Regions from separate parts of the Mus musculus genome. Here region 2 is linked to region 1. Evidence: chromatin contacts called from public promoter capture Hi-C data. All regions are on one chromosome and are shown on one strand. The core of a region is the stretch at or near the end of the contact, and the rest is flanking DNA. Distances in the headings are between cores, read along the strand shown.

Region 1 (6,799 bases), core at 2,396-4,895:
TCCCAGGACAACAGACTGAGGGGCTTCCTGAGGTTTCTGTTGAATTCTTGTAGAGATCGAATTCTCAATGCTGACAGCAAACAGGCCATCACCCTTACTTGCACCAGCAAACGGGTGGAAGACAGGAGGTTCTGGCTACAGAACACATGGTAGGATTTCTTTACCAACAGACACAGCCTGCACAGGTGGCTGCAGGAGAGGGATGAGCACTAGGAAGGGAGGGCACTCAATGTCTGTGTGTTGTTTGCTTGTTTATTGAAATAAGAGAGTCTCACTGGGTACTCCTGGCTGCCTTGGAACTATGTAGACCAGGATGGCCTCAAACTCAAGAGATCTGCCTGCCTCTGCTATCAAGTAATGGGATTAAAGGTGTACACCACACCCAGCAATTTGCGTTTTAAACCTGGTAGAAGCCATCACACCCAGCAATTTATGTGTCTTTTAATCTGGTAGAAGCCCAGGTTAACATATTCTTCCAAACTCACCAAATAAACCAAGAGGCTCAGCCTACCTACCAGAGCCAACTTTACCGATTTCACCTGCCAGGATGCCATCGAGAAGGCAGTGCACCTAATAAAGTCATCAGCTGTCCCACGAACTCAAAATGCAAGGGAGTCAAATAAAGGAACCTAACAAAGTATTTAAGACAGCTAAATATCAAGATGTGAAGTATCCAAATAATAGTGAACACCTCCATTTCTTAAAGCCTAGGTAAACGTAACCTGACCTTCACATTTGACCTGAGGCCAAATCTGATTACCAGACTCCTCTTTAGCTCACATCAGTCCTAGGAGGCATGTAGCACAAAGGTCAACTCAGTACATCAGACAGGCTCTATTCTAGATGAACTGCAGGGTCTGCCAGATCTTGCCACCTTCAAACAAAATAACAGGTCCGGGAGTGAGTGCCATAGCCAAAGCCAAATTGGTGAATCGCTACCTGCAAACTGGCCTGACAGCTGATAACCCTCCTAAAAGGCAATGCTAAACAGCATGCTATCAAGTCCAATGTGGTAATCTCATGACTCTATAAGGCTGGCTTCGATGGGCTAAGGCTCTTGGTGTATTTGGTGAGTTTGGAATAGTATGTCAGTAAAACAGGCTTCTACCAGATTAAAAACACAAAAACTGCCAAGTATGGTGATGTATCCCTTTAATCCTAGCATTAGAAAGGCAGAGGCAGGCAGATCTCTGTGAGTTTGAAGCCAGCCAAGTCTACATAGTAAATCCCAGGGCAGTCAAAAATACCTAATAAGACTCTGTCTCAAAAAAAAAAATACTAATAATAATATTAATACTGTCTGCCCACTAGTTTCCTCAGGCTAAGCCAATCTCAAATCAAAGCCCAGGCTCCACAGAGAGCAAAGGATGAAGAAACAAACCATGAAGATAGCAGAGCTGTATACACTAACCCTTCTGAGGTAACTACACCTTTAGAATCAGGCAGGTCTGGACCTGGTGACAAAGATTCAACTGAGAATTCTGAGTTCTCCATCTACCCTGGAGTAGAAGTAGCCACGGTGGAACACCAGCGGGCTGAGGGGACTGGAAACCCCACACTCAGAGAGCCTACGAAAGGGCCACCAAACCCACAACCCCCAACGTCCATATCAGTGTTCCCACTCCACACAACTTACTGACCACTGCCTAGGCAGCCCTCACTGTACCCAATGCTGAATGTATAGATAGCACTAAGTCTCCTCCCACAGCTCACAGGGACTTGGGCAAGAGAAACGCACAGAAAAACTAGAACATAGGTCACGCTGAAGTGTCTGGGAGTCCAGATCAGAGGGAGCTGGGTGTGCCACCTACCTATAATGCCAGCCCTTGGGAGGCAGAATCAAGTGGGTAAAGCTGAGTGGTGATACACACCTTTAATCCCGGCACTCGGACAGAAGCAGGTAGATTTCAAAGCTAGCACAGTCCACATATCAAGTTCCTCCCTTGAGATGTGCTAGCCAGCCAGTCAGAGGGGAAGGGAGGGTTTCAAAGCCAACCTGAGTTTCAAAATAGGAAGAGGAAATCGTTGTCTCCTAGTCTCCTTAAGAAAAAAGCCAAGGGAAAACTGAAAGTAGTAAAGTCCTTTGAATATGGCTGGAACATGAGGGGAAGGCTTGCAGATTTTAATTTAGTCAAATACATAACGATAAGGCAAAGGTCAAGGAGACGTGTACCACTAAACATTAACAGGATAACTAAGATAATGGGCTCTCCTGAGGTATGGATTTCATTTATCAATCTATTAAGTCACTTCACAAAGGCATTTTGAAATCTCTCTTTACTGTCCCAGTTTTACCCCTGTGGCACTGTGTTCCAAACACAGAGCCAAATTACACATTTTAAATTCATATTCATACCTCACACCTCTTAATTCAAGTATAAAATCCTATGCTAACTAGATGAGCAAAAAGCTACCCTAGAACAGAAGGGCATAAGAGCCCTGCCTGAAACAAAAATGGTGTTCTTCTATAGAACAGGCAAGCCTGAGGTTATCAGACCCGGCCCCGCCCACTCAGGCCACCCTCACCCTAGGCAGGAAGATAAAGCTCTAAGAACAGTGTCTTTGCAAAGTAACTTTGGGCAGCATAGCTTTAACAAGTGAAAAGAATTCCCTTTAACGAAGATACGGATTCTGATAACGCGATCTAAGAAATAGAAAACAAGACCAGGAAACTTCACCACAGGGCAACAGAAGTAATACAATTAAGATAATTAACCTGCTACATACGGGATAGCAAACCCACCTACACTAAGAGTCCACTCAGAGCACCACACCAGCCACTTAACAAATGTGGACACAGCCTTACTAACTTCAAAACATCTGGACCCCTCCTAAAAAGCAGCACCTCCAGATGTCTGGCCACCCGGCCCTGTCAACAGTAACCTGATGGCTTCTTTGTAAAGACAGCACTCTAGCTCCTCAGCGGGAGGAGCTGAAAAGCCTGTTTGGAGTAAAATTTCAAAACACTTTGCAAAACAGCCCTCCGCTGGCTTCGCGGTAAGTGAGAAGTGAAGAACAGCAGCCTCGGGGCTCACCATTTTCAATGGGCTGATTAGGAGGCACGCATTAACAGCCTGACAAGACTCTAAAACAGAGCACAGCCAGGCTCTACTGTGCACCCAGTTCCAGCCGGACAGGGAATCTTTGTAGAAAAGGCTCCAGTTGGGGGAAGAGTTGACACCCACCCATTCGGGGTCTAGAAGGCCTTTCAAGGGTTGGGAAGAACAGCGCGAATTCGGGTACAAGGCTCATCCTCTCCCCTCTCTCGCAACCCTCGCCCTTTCAGGAGTCAGGCGCACCCTGGCAGTGCCCTGGGCGCGCAGCACGAAGCCATCACGCCGTCACCAGCTGCCCACCTTCACGTGGTTCTCCACCGCCGTGTGGCTCGCCAGCTTCTTAGCCTCCTCGGCCTTGGACATCGTGGAGGGGGCCGGGCCGCCCGCGCTCGAGCCTCCCTTGTCGCCGCGGGTCTCCGAATGTGCACGCCCCGGCAACTGCACGTGGGAACCCGAGAGGCCCCAGTTGTTCCCGCCCCCGCCCGAGGCCGCGCCCCCGGCCCGCCCGGGCAGTGGGGCCAGGACCCGCCCGTAGAGGGTGCTGAAGGGCCCGGGGCGCTGCATCCCGCCGCCTCGCTCCAGCCTCTCCGGCCGCCCCACCCCCAACTCCTCCGGAAACCCGCTCGCTTGCGCAACCTGCCCCGCGCGTATTACTAAATGCGTGTTGCTGGGAAATGTAGTCCTACGGCGACAGTGGTTCCTAGGCCCTTCTGCATTCGGGACTACAAGTCCCACAATACGATCGACCCTAGTGTGCAAATCGCCCGCCTTGACTCCAGACTTTCTGTCCGGAAGGTCCGGGTAACTGCTGTCTAGGAAGCTAATAACTCCCTACCTTGGGGTCAAGTGTTTACACCTTTAGGTGAACTCCAAGAACCTTTCCGGCTGTACGCGTATTCTAGAAAAAGAGAGAGACACTATTAAAAACCTGACCTTGTTTGCCCAGCAAATGAGAACGTTGCTGTGTTGTAAGCGAATCCTCAGGCAAGTGGTTCTACCAACACAACGGCCTTTTTTTAAAAAAAATCTTTTAATTACATTGTATTATTTAGGTTGTGCTTGTGGAGGCCAAAGAACAACTTGCAGAAGTCCGTTATCTGACCGTCTTGGTAGTGTCAGTCAGTACTTTACCGGCAGAGCCATCTTCTTACAGTGCTCTAGAGTCACTCATTGATGACACACTTGGGACTCCCAGGTCTTCTGATGTCTGTGCTAGACCTTCACAAACCCAAGGTTACAAGTTCAATCAGTAACTCCCGCCTTGGACATTGTTCTGCTCTTGGTATTGGATGCAGGGTGTCTAAATGGAGCCCGGTCACGAGCGCACAGGCCAGTGTACCTTATCGGGCTTCCCCTTTTCTGCCTTTAGTTTGCTGCAAGTTCTTGGTCTCATTCAGCAGTCCCAGTGGCCTGAACTCACTGTAGAGTTCAGTCCAGGCTGGCCTGGAACTTGGAGCATTTTTCCTGATATGGGATTACATCACCAAATAGGTCTGGAAGTCCTTTTTGTTGTTTTGTTTGTGTGTTTTGAGACAGGATCTCTCTTTGCAACCATGGCTGTCCAGGAACTCTGTAGACCAAGATGCCCTTGAACTCACCGAGATCAGCCTGACTTTCCTTCCCCAGAGCAGAGGTTAACGGTGTGTGCCTGCAAAAGGCATGTGCCAGCAACCCCCAAGAGCTAGAATGTTCCAGGAACCCTTAGGAACAATAAAGACCGGTCACAATGCTTTTTTGCAACTTTTATAACCTGAGTTTTATCTTTATCAGACTGTAATCCTGCCCAAGGCACTCAGAAACCACTCGATAGTCTCCTTTACCAAAAAAAAAAAAAAAAAGAAGAAGAAAATTCTTCAGCCACCATTACAAATGTAACTTCAGGACCCACCATAATCAGGTGTGCCGCTATTGATTGGACACTTACATGAGACTCCCTCTTGAGGAGACCACATCCATACAAGGGTAGTATCGTAGAATTATTATTGTTGCTGTGATGAAACACCATGACTAAAAGCAACTTGGGGAGGGCAGGGTTCATTTGGATTATATGTCCTGAATCACAGTGCACTGAGGGAAACAGTGTCAGGAACCTGGAGGCAGAGGTGCTGTTTACCGGCCTGCTCCTCACAGCTTACTCAGCCTGCTTTCTTGCAACACCCAGAACCACCAGGACAGATGGAGCCCCACCCACCATGGGCTGGGTCCTCTCATACCAATCACTAATTAAGAAAATGTCCTACAGGCTTGCCTCCAGGACGATCTTATGAAGTCATTTTCTCAGCTGAGGTTCCCTCCACTCAGATGGCGAGCATGTGTCAAGTTGACATAAAGCTGCAAAACAGATAGTATCTCCCTTCATATTAACCCCATCTTTAAATATGAAATAAAACCCCTTTATAATAAACTGAACTATGACTTGGATCCTGGATCCACCAGAGTAGACGTCTCTGGAAATAACTCTGACTCCTGCAGTCACTCAGCACTGTGAAGCTGGGTCTCTGCCACATGCCCCCCTGACATTGGCAGCAGGGTCTCACTAAGCTGACCATCCAGCCTTGGCCTCATTCCGTAGCCCAGGCATCCCTTGAACTTTCAGCCCATATGCTAGGATGTAGCTAGGATTACACCACTAGTTCAGAAGGTCTTTCCTCGATCCTTTATTCTTTACTTACTTTGTGCTTAGCATTCATCCTCTGTGCAGGCTATCAGGCTGCTGCTCACACACAAAAGATCCTCAACGTGTATCTGAAGCAAGATAGAATAGCACACATTCCATGCCTCAACGCTACACTCTGCCTTCAGTCATTCAGAATTCCTGTCCTTTAGTAAGCACCATTAGCTATAGGACTAAGCACGTTATCAAAACTTCACTGTTTGTAGGGCATGGGAAGCAGAGGTACGTGGATTTGAGGGAGTTCCAGGCCAGGCTGCCTAAATAGCAGAGTTCCAGGTCAGCCTAGGCAACATAGCAAGACCCTGGCTTCAAAAACCAAAAGACAGGGCCTAGAGAGATAAGCGCTTGGTGCTCTTGTAGAGGGCAGACTTGAGTTTCCAGCACCTCACATCATGCAGCTTGCAAACACATATAGCTCCAGGTCCAGGGGATCGGACATCCTCATCTGACCTCTCACATGATACACAGCCATACATTTAGGCATCACACACATAAAAGATAAAAGTAGACCTTTTAAACCTTCACACTATTTGTATCTCAATGACACTGAACTCCACTCCCCCTTTCGGAGGCTGCCCTACAAGTGTCCTTCCTTTCACCTGTACCCTTCTCTTAGTCTGCTTTGTTGTAATCCCCAAAATCTTAACAGTTCTGTAGTTTTTCTAAAGCCCAAAGTTTCTTCTAAAACTAAGGCATTCTCTGGGAGCCCCTGCAAAACAAGACAGTTTATGTTACAACCACCGTAGACGATAGAGCACTTGACCAGCACGGTAGATCAATCCCTGGTAGTGGAAAAGAACAAGTTATAAATTACAATATAGAGGCCCATTGGACTTGCAAACTTTATATGCCCCAGTACAGGGGAACACCAGGGCCAAAAAGGGGGAGTGGGTGGGCAGGGGAGTGGGGGTGGGTGGATATGGGGGACTTTTGGTATAGCATTGGAAATGTAAATGAGCTAAATACCTAATAAAAATGGGAAAAAAAGAAAACTTAAAAAAATAAATAAATAAATAAATTACAATATACAATGGCCCAAAGTGAGCATTCCCATCCCAAAGTGCAAGAA
Region 2 (6,799 bases), core at 2,740-5,239, 110 kb after region 1:
TAAACCAAGGTCCCTAGACCATCCCTCCACTGGACTCCTTGAAAGGAAGCGGATCCGGCAAGGGTGGGATTGCTCCATACTGAGACCCAAGGGAATTCACAAAGTCTGGATGCTTCTAGAAGAAGCACTGGAAATAGATGCTAAAGAGACAAATACTGTCTTTAAGAGTTCTATAATTGCCATTGGAAAATGGGAGGGGACACTAGGGTCGCAGCTTGGTTGGTAGAATGCTTGTCTTGCAGGCAGGAAGCCATGTGTGATTTAAAGTCATCTTCAGCTACATAGTGAGGTTGAGATCCGCCTGGACTACTTGAGACTCAAGAGAACAGAGACAGAGTTCCAACGCAAATACCGCTTTGTGTAACTCTTACATGTAGGCATAAGACCTTGGGTTGGATCTGTGGCCTGACAGTGGGAAGGAGAAGAGAAAGAAAGGTACTGTCATTTATTGTCTCTGATATGGGGCCATCGCTGAGAAAGTTCTAGATTATTACCACAGATTTTAGTTGCCTTATTGCTTCAAAGTCAGAATTGTATTATGGCATCTTAGGAATGAAAGTGTTGGTGCAGTCCCATGGTCTCCAGAGAACTCTCCAGCCCACAGGCACCCTAGCACTCCCAGGATCTTAGGAATCAAAGTGTTATTTATTCTGGCAGTGTTGGAAGCAGGATGAGGTTTGATCTTGTGAGCTAAATGGCTTTTCTTTCAGTGATGAGGGAAAGTGACAGATTTCCTATATGGGACCTGAAGTCGGAGGAGTGCATGTGACATTTGGTTAGCTACATGTAATATGTGAGTTCAAGTGGGAATTTAGAACTCGGGCCAGAGGCTAGGTGTAACTCTTAGTATTGGGAGCTGAGGGATTTAGAAGCAAGGTAGAACACCAGTCATGAGTTCTGATTCCCCTGATAAGTTGCCCCCACCCTCGGACACAGACCAGGTGATGGGCGTGTTACATTCTTTAGATGGTCAGGTGGTCTCGAATATGCACTTCTCTCTCTCTCTCTCTCTGTCTCTCTCTCTCTCTCTCTCTTCACAGGACAGCAGCACCTTTTAGAGAGTCATATCCTCTTTATTTCTTTTCTAAAAATCATATAATTCTTTTGGCTTTTTCTCCCTTCTCTGTATATACTCACTGTGCTTTTTATTATTATTATTATTTTCCCAGCCTTCCAACATATTCTTCACAATGGATGATGTGGTCAAGGTTGGGGACTTTGGACTGGTGACTGCTATGGACCAAGATGAAGAAGAGCAGACTGTACTGACTCCAATGCCAGCCTATGCTACGCACACGGGACAAGTAGGGACCAAGCTATACATGAGCCCAGAGCAGGTGAGTCTTTCCGACTTTAGATAGTTAGGCAGTGCCTAATGAGGCTTTTCCCATGGTCTTGGTACAGTGCCCAGCCATACATAGCCTGAAAATTATGAAAGCAATTCTGCCCCAGTGAGAAAATACAACCATGAAACATGCTGTCACCTCTGAACCAGACCTAAAAAGAGACTTTGAGAGCCACACATTGTGGCTCATGGCAGTAATGCAAGGAGTCGGGAGGCTGGAGCAGGAGGATTGCCATGAGTTCAGATCCAGCCTAGGTTACAAAATGAGGCCTGTCTCAAAAACCCAAAGAGAAAAAAAGATGGGATGTGGGTAAGGAAACACACAGATCACGTAACACATCGACAGTGTGTTAATAAAGAAATGAAAAATACTGAAATTTATAGAAGTTTTCAAATTTCTATTTGGACTTAAGTGTGTTTCTGTTTGTTCTGGTTCTGAGGCAGGGTCTCTTGTAGCTTGGCCCTTGAACCCTCCACCCCCTGCTTCTGTTTCATACCTTTGTTTGTTATGTGAGACTTCTCTGCTTCTCTGCGTAAGAATGGTTGTGGGTTTTGCTCAGGGGGAGGAGAGGAGCCACAGGGTAGCAAGCAAACCTACAATAAAACAGCATCTCCAGATTGATTTTAATAGTTTAAAATAAAAGCAATTAAGTTTCTCTAGCAAATCTACTTAAGAGGAAGAGAAAAAAAATTAAAAGGTTGCTGCAGAGATTTAGGAGTCACAGAGAAAGAGAGAAATCAGGTGGCCTAAGTAATTGGGTTGGCTTTCTCAGTGATGGAGTTAAGACTTAGTGAAGGAAAAATAAAAATGTTCTAAGTAGGCAGAGGCAGGCGGATTTCTGAGTTTGAGGCCAGCCTGGTCTACAGTGTGAGTTCCAGGACCGCCAGGCTACACAGAGAAGCCCTGTCTCAGGGGGAAAAAAATAGATTCAAACCATTATTTTCCTTGAAAACTACTTCTAACTACATTATGCAGTGCATAGTGATTAAAATACAACTAGAATTCCCATTTCCCAACCCCATCTCAAACCAGGGATCTGCAGTCTCAACTTTTTTTTTTCCTTTTCTTTTCTTTTTTTTTTGAGACAGGGTTACTCTGTGTAGCCCTGGCTGTCCTGGAACTCACTTTGTAGACCAGGCTGGCCTCGAACTCACAGACATCCAGCTGCCTCTGCCTCCTGAGTGCTGGGATTAAAGGCGTGTGCTAGCACTTGCTTTCACTTTTAACAAAGTTCACCTTTTCGGCCTTCAGATGTAGTTGGTGCCAGGCATACTCTAGCTACTGCCTGTCCTGCTGCCCTCTCGTGGGATACGCAACGAACTGCTCTTCAAAGCTCAATAAAAGGTCTCTTCAAGTAGCTCAGTCTCCACAAATTCATGCAATCAAAATAAATATGTGGGGGCTGGGGAGATGGCTTAGCCATTGAGAGCACTGGCTGCTCTTCCAAAGGACCCTGGTTCAATTCCCAGCATCTGCATGGCAGCTTACAGCTATAACTCCAATTCCAGGGTATCTGACACAAACACACATGCAGGCAAAACACCAATGAACATAAAATAAAAATCCAAAACTTTTAAGTCTCAATTTTTACAATCCAGTAACATGTTAATAATTCTTTCTCCTTATATATTAATCTTTCTTCTTTAAAAGGAATGGGAAAATATAGGAATATATAATAAAGAAAAAGGCGTTTACCAAAAATAAGTATAAAATTTCCAGCTGTGTACATGCATGCACACATATCTTATATGTAAATATATCTTTTTATATCTTTTAATATTATATATAAATTGTTATGTTGGAAACCAAAGTTGGAATTTTGTTTCATAGTTTTCGATCAGTATTCACATGTGACCATTCATGAGTTCTTGGACATCCTCAGACAGATGTGAAACATACATGCAGTTCAGATTGCTCAATGTTTGTTTTGAACACTAAAGTTAATGTCAGTTTTGCTGGGAGGCCAGTCACTTGGATAATTGGCCCAGCATCTCTGTTACATCTTCATCGACTCTGCCATGGACAGGATTCCATTCATTCAACTGTGAATGAGTCAGTTTACATTGCCCAAATATTGTATGAGGGTATCTTTTTCCCCCGTACCTATGTTGCCAGTGTCCTTGGACATTTTCTTTGAAGGCTTCCCAAGCCACAGAGGGAGGCAAGGGACAGTGCTATAGGTTGCAGTAATCACTTTAGATCATAGTATGGTGGGTACATACCTGATACAGTCAGTGGAACTTTGCACCTGCTATTTTGTGAGCAGAAGCCAGCCTGCATAGAAGGAACCAAAGAGGCAGATAGCTAGAGTGATGTGGAGGAGAGGGGGTGATGGCCTCCGTCCTGTCACCTGTTTCCTCTCCCCCTCCCCCTGGTACAGCAGTTTTGAGGTGAGCCAGTTCCAGGGCTGTTTACCTGTAGTCAAGTAACTGGCCTAAGGAAATGTTCATAAATAAAAGGGCTCTCCCAAGGCTCCAGGACTTCGCTTTGCATTTGAATGGGGCTTTCCTTAATAGAGCAGAGCAGATGTGATTCTTTGCCCTGTGGTATCAGGTATTTATTGAGGGCCTGCTCTGTACTTAGCCCAGTGCTGAATGATGGGAAGGGAACACAAAAGCAGCAGGTCTCTTCCCTGCCAGGACTGGGAAGGCACAAAAAATATGCACATGAAAAATAGGGCTGTGCATGCAGAGCAGTCTGCAATTAAGTGCGTAATGAAGGCTCCCCGGTTGATTAGTGGCTTGCAGTAATGACCGACTTCAGGACTCCGGTGATTAGAAATGAGATTGGCTTCAGATAGTGTCGCTTTGAAAAGCTTCACCTCAGGGGGCCTGAGCGGCCCTTACAGACTCCAGAGCACCAGGCTCCGAGTTTCTGCCCTTCGTGCTGATGCATATCTCTCTGGAGCCTTACCTGGGCTTTCCCTCTGTGATGCTTAGTGCTGTAATTACACCTGCCCACATCGAAAGAGGGCAGGAGAGGGACTTAGAGATTAACTCTTTGCTCATACCCAGAGGTAACTGAATCAGCTCAGGGCCCGTGATGCTGCGTAGGAACTGAGCCATCTCTGTGTGAATACTCTAATGATATGCTCCCTCTGGGGCAATTTTTTTTTTAACATATCTTTATGCTATTTCAGATTCATGGAAACAACTACTCCCATAAAGTGGACATCTTCTCTTTAGGCTTGATTCTGTTTGAACTCCTCTACCCATTCAGCACCCAGATGGAACGAGTCCGGGTAAGTGCGTCTCAGGCACCCATGAGGACGGGCAGAGGGATTACTTACAATTTACAAGAGTTTTTTGGTGGTTACGTTTCTTCTTTTTTAAACTTTTAACTACGCATGTGTGCGCGTGCGGTTGTGTGAGAGTGCAGGTATGCCCTGATGTCGGAGGCTTCAGATGCCCCTGGAGTGGAGTTGCATGCAGTTCTAAGCTGCACAGCTGAACTCTCCAGCGCCATTAAGTTTATTCTCGATGCCATTAGACAGTTAAACTAGGAGCAAAAGGGACCCAGTGAGCAACAGGATTATTCTAGATGTTCTGTTGGTATCAGTTCATCATCACCTTAACAGTAGTTTGCATTTGGCAACCTTGTGACCACTGCAGAGCCAGAGGGAGCTGGGAGGGTAACGTGAGTGAGGGCAGGAAATAGTGCCAGTTGGATGGAGGAAACCCTATGGAGGACAAGTGGTCATGCAGTCACAGACAGATGCTGGCAGATGGCACACGGCTAGGTTTTCCAAACATCATGACCGTAGGTTTTCAGTCAGACAGTACTAGTTGGGTATGGTACTGCAACCTTTAATCCCAGCACTTGGGAGGCGAAGACAGGGCAGATCTCTGTGTGTTGGAGGCTGGCTTGGTAAACAGAGCAGGTTCCAGGCCAGTCAAGGCTACCAGCTACCGAGTGAGCTCTGTCTAAGCAAAATAAGAGATCCACTCAAGCAAAGAATCAAGAATCAAATTTGTGGATTAATCAGTTCATCAAAGACACTGGGAAGAAAGTGAAAAGTTTGGGGCTAGAGAGAAGGCACAGAAAGCCCTTGCTGTTCATTCAGAGGACAGGAGTTCAGTTCCCAGCATCTACATATGGCAAGCAGTTCACAGTTGCTTGTACTCCAGGGACTAATACCTGGGCTGCCTGGGTGCACATGCATACACACACAGGCATGAGCACATAGGCACATTAATAAAAATAAGGAAAGGGAAAAGACAGGCTGGGGTGTTGTCAGTGTACTTATCTAGCATGTGTGAGAAGTGGACATACGACAAAATAAAGCTAAAAGATTAACTTTCTTTCTTTCTAGATTTTAACTGATGTCAGAAATCTCAAGTTTCCTCTACTGTTCACTCAGAAATATCCCCAAGAGGTATGGATAATTTTCAGCTCTTTCTCTAAAATCATCACATTAAGTGCTTAAATTGTTCTTAAGACACCCTGAAACACAAAGGGTCCTTAGCAGTCAATTGGTCAGCTTTGCCTTTTCAGGTGAGACACCCAACATTCTAGATCAATGGCTCGCAACGCCTTTAGACCTAAACAGTTTTCACAGGGGTTGACTAAGATCATTAGAAAACACAGGTATTTACATTATGATTCATAACTGTAGCATAATTAAAGTTATGAAGTAGCAACAAAATAACCTTATGGATGGGGGTCACCACAGCATGGGGAACTGTATGTTAAAGGGTCATAGCATTAGGAAGGCCGAGAGCACTGATCTAGGAGACCAGGTTGTTAGGACTGCCCTGAACCCAGTGGCCTGCAGAGGTCAGGCTGCACCGCCACCTTCCCTGAGGCTGACTTCATAAAGCCCCTCACAGGAGCAGTCTATGTTAACTCCGTGCTGGGATTTGGTCTGAGAGCTCTAAAAATGGCTTATTCTTAAGCAGAGGGAGGCTCCAGGTGCTCTTCAGGCCACACGGGAGGTGGTTTAGGAGATTGGTAGATTAAGCTGGTCCTCGGGTTAAAAAGACATTGTAACATCATTTCTTTTTGTAACTTATTCCTATAGTGTGTGGAGGTCTAAAGCTTAGCACTTTAATGCTTACACATTGATAAATCTTGGCTTTAGAAATGCTTTATTGAGATTATTGTAAATTCACGTGTATTTGTAAAATGAATCTACATTTAAAATCAGGTGACATCTATGCCTCAGGGATGTGATTCTAAAACCTTTCATTTCATTTCATTATAAAAGGCTTTTTACACCCAGATAGCCTCTGTACATTTGCAGCAAAGCTAACGGGCTAAATTCAGCCTGCTGCCTATTTGTAAATTTGTTTGTTTGTTTATTATAGGGGGCGTGTGTGTGTGTGTGTGTGTGTGTGTGTGTGTGTGTGTGTGCGCGCGCGCACGCGCGCGCACAAGCCTGTGCATGTATAGGTGGTATATGCATGTGTGCCTGTGAGGCCCTGCAGAGACCAGGGGAGGAGCAGGTGCCCTGC

Evidence for each region. Promoter capture Hi-C pulls out the DNA fragments that hold promoters and counts their contacts.
Region 2: a contact with region 1 is called in a promoter capture Hi-C map of stem cell-derived epiblast-like cells, with 3 times the contacts expected there. The contact joins the enhancer-like site here to the promoter of Rpia in region 1. A contact is called at or near these places in 20 of 39 promoter capture datasets (the 3T3-L1 cell line, 3T3-L1-derived adipocytes, the C10 cell line and 13 more), 6 of 15 datasets of contacts at CTCF or cohesin (the G1E-ER4 cell line, the NIH/3T3 cell line, embryonic stem cells and 1 more), 93 of 484 Hi-C or Micro-C datasets (the AML12 cell line, B cells, the C3H10T1/2 cell line and 62 more), 24 of 115 datasets of contacts at active chromatin or transcription factors (the 230-238 cell line, CD8 T cells, DN3 thymocytes and 16 more) and 4 of 9 other capture datasets (adipose tissue, embryonic stem cells, liver and 1 more).

Annotation. Positions count from the first base shown.
Region 1 is chr6:70,788,530-70,795,328 of GRCm38.p6, forward strand. Rpia (ribose 5-phosphate isomerase A) reads right to left here and starts at 3,646. Exons shown (of 9, transcript NM_009075.2): 1 at 3,357-3,646. The coding sequence starts at 3,620.
Region 2 is chr6:70,895,747-70,902,545 of GRCm38.p6, forward strand. Eif2ak3 (eukaryotic translation initiation factor 2 alpha kinase 3) reads left to right here. Exons shown (of 17, transcript NM_010121.3): 14 at 1,170-1,337; 15 at 4,486-4,587; 16 at 5,659-5,721. Among named protein-coding and RNA genes, the nearest start is that of Tex37, 20 kb to the right of the region's middle. Within about 2 kb of position 3,990, at least 9 of the 459 cell types and tissues checked have an H3K27ac peak or open chromatin away from gene starts, as enhancers often do. A contact at or near this core is called in differentiating embryonic stem cells, embryonic stem cells and stem cell-derived epiblast-like cells, where this site is marked.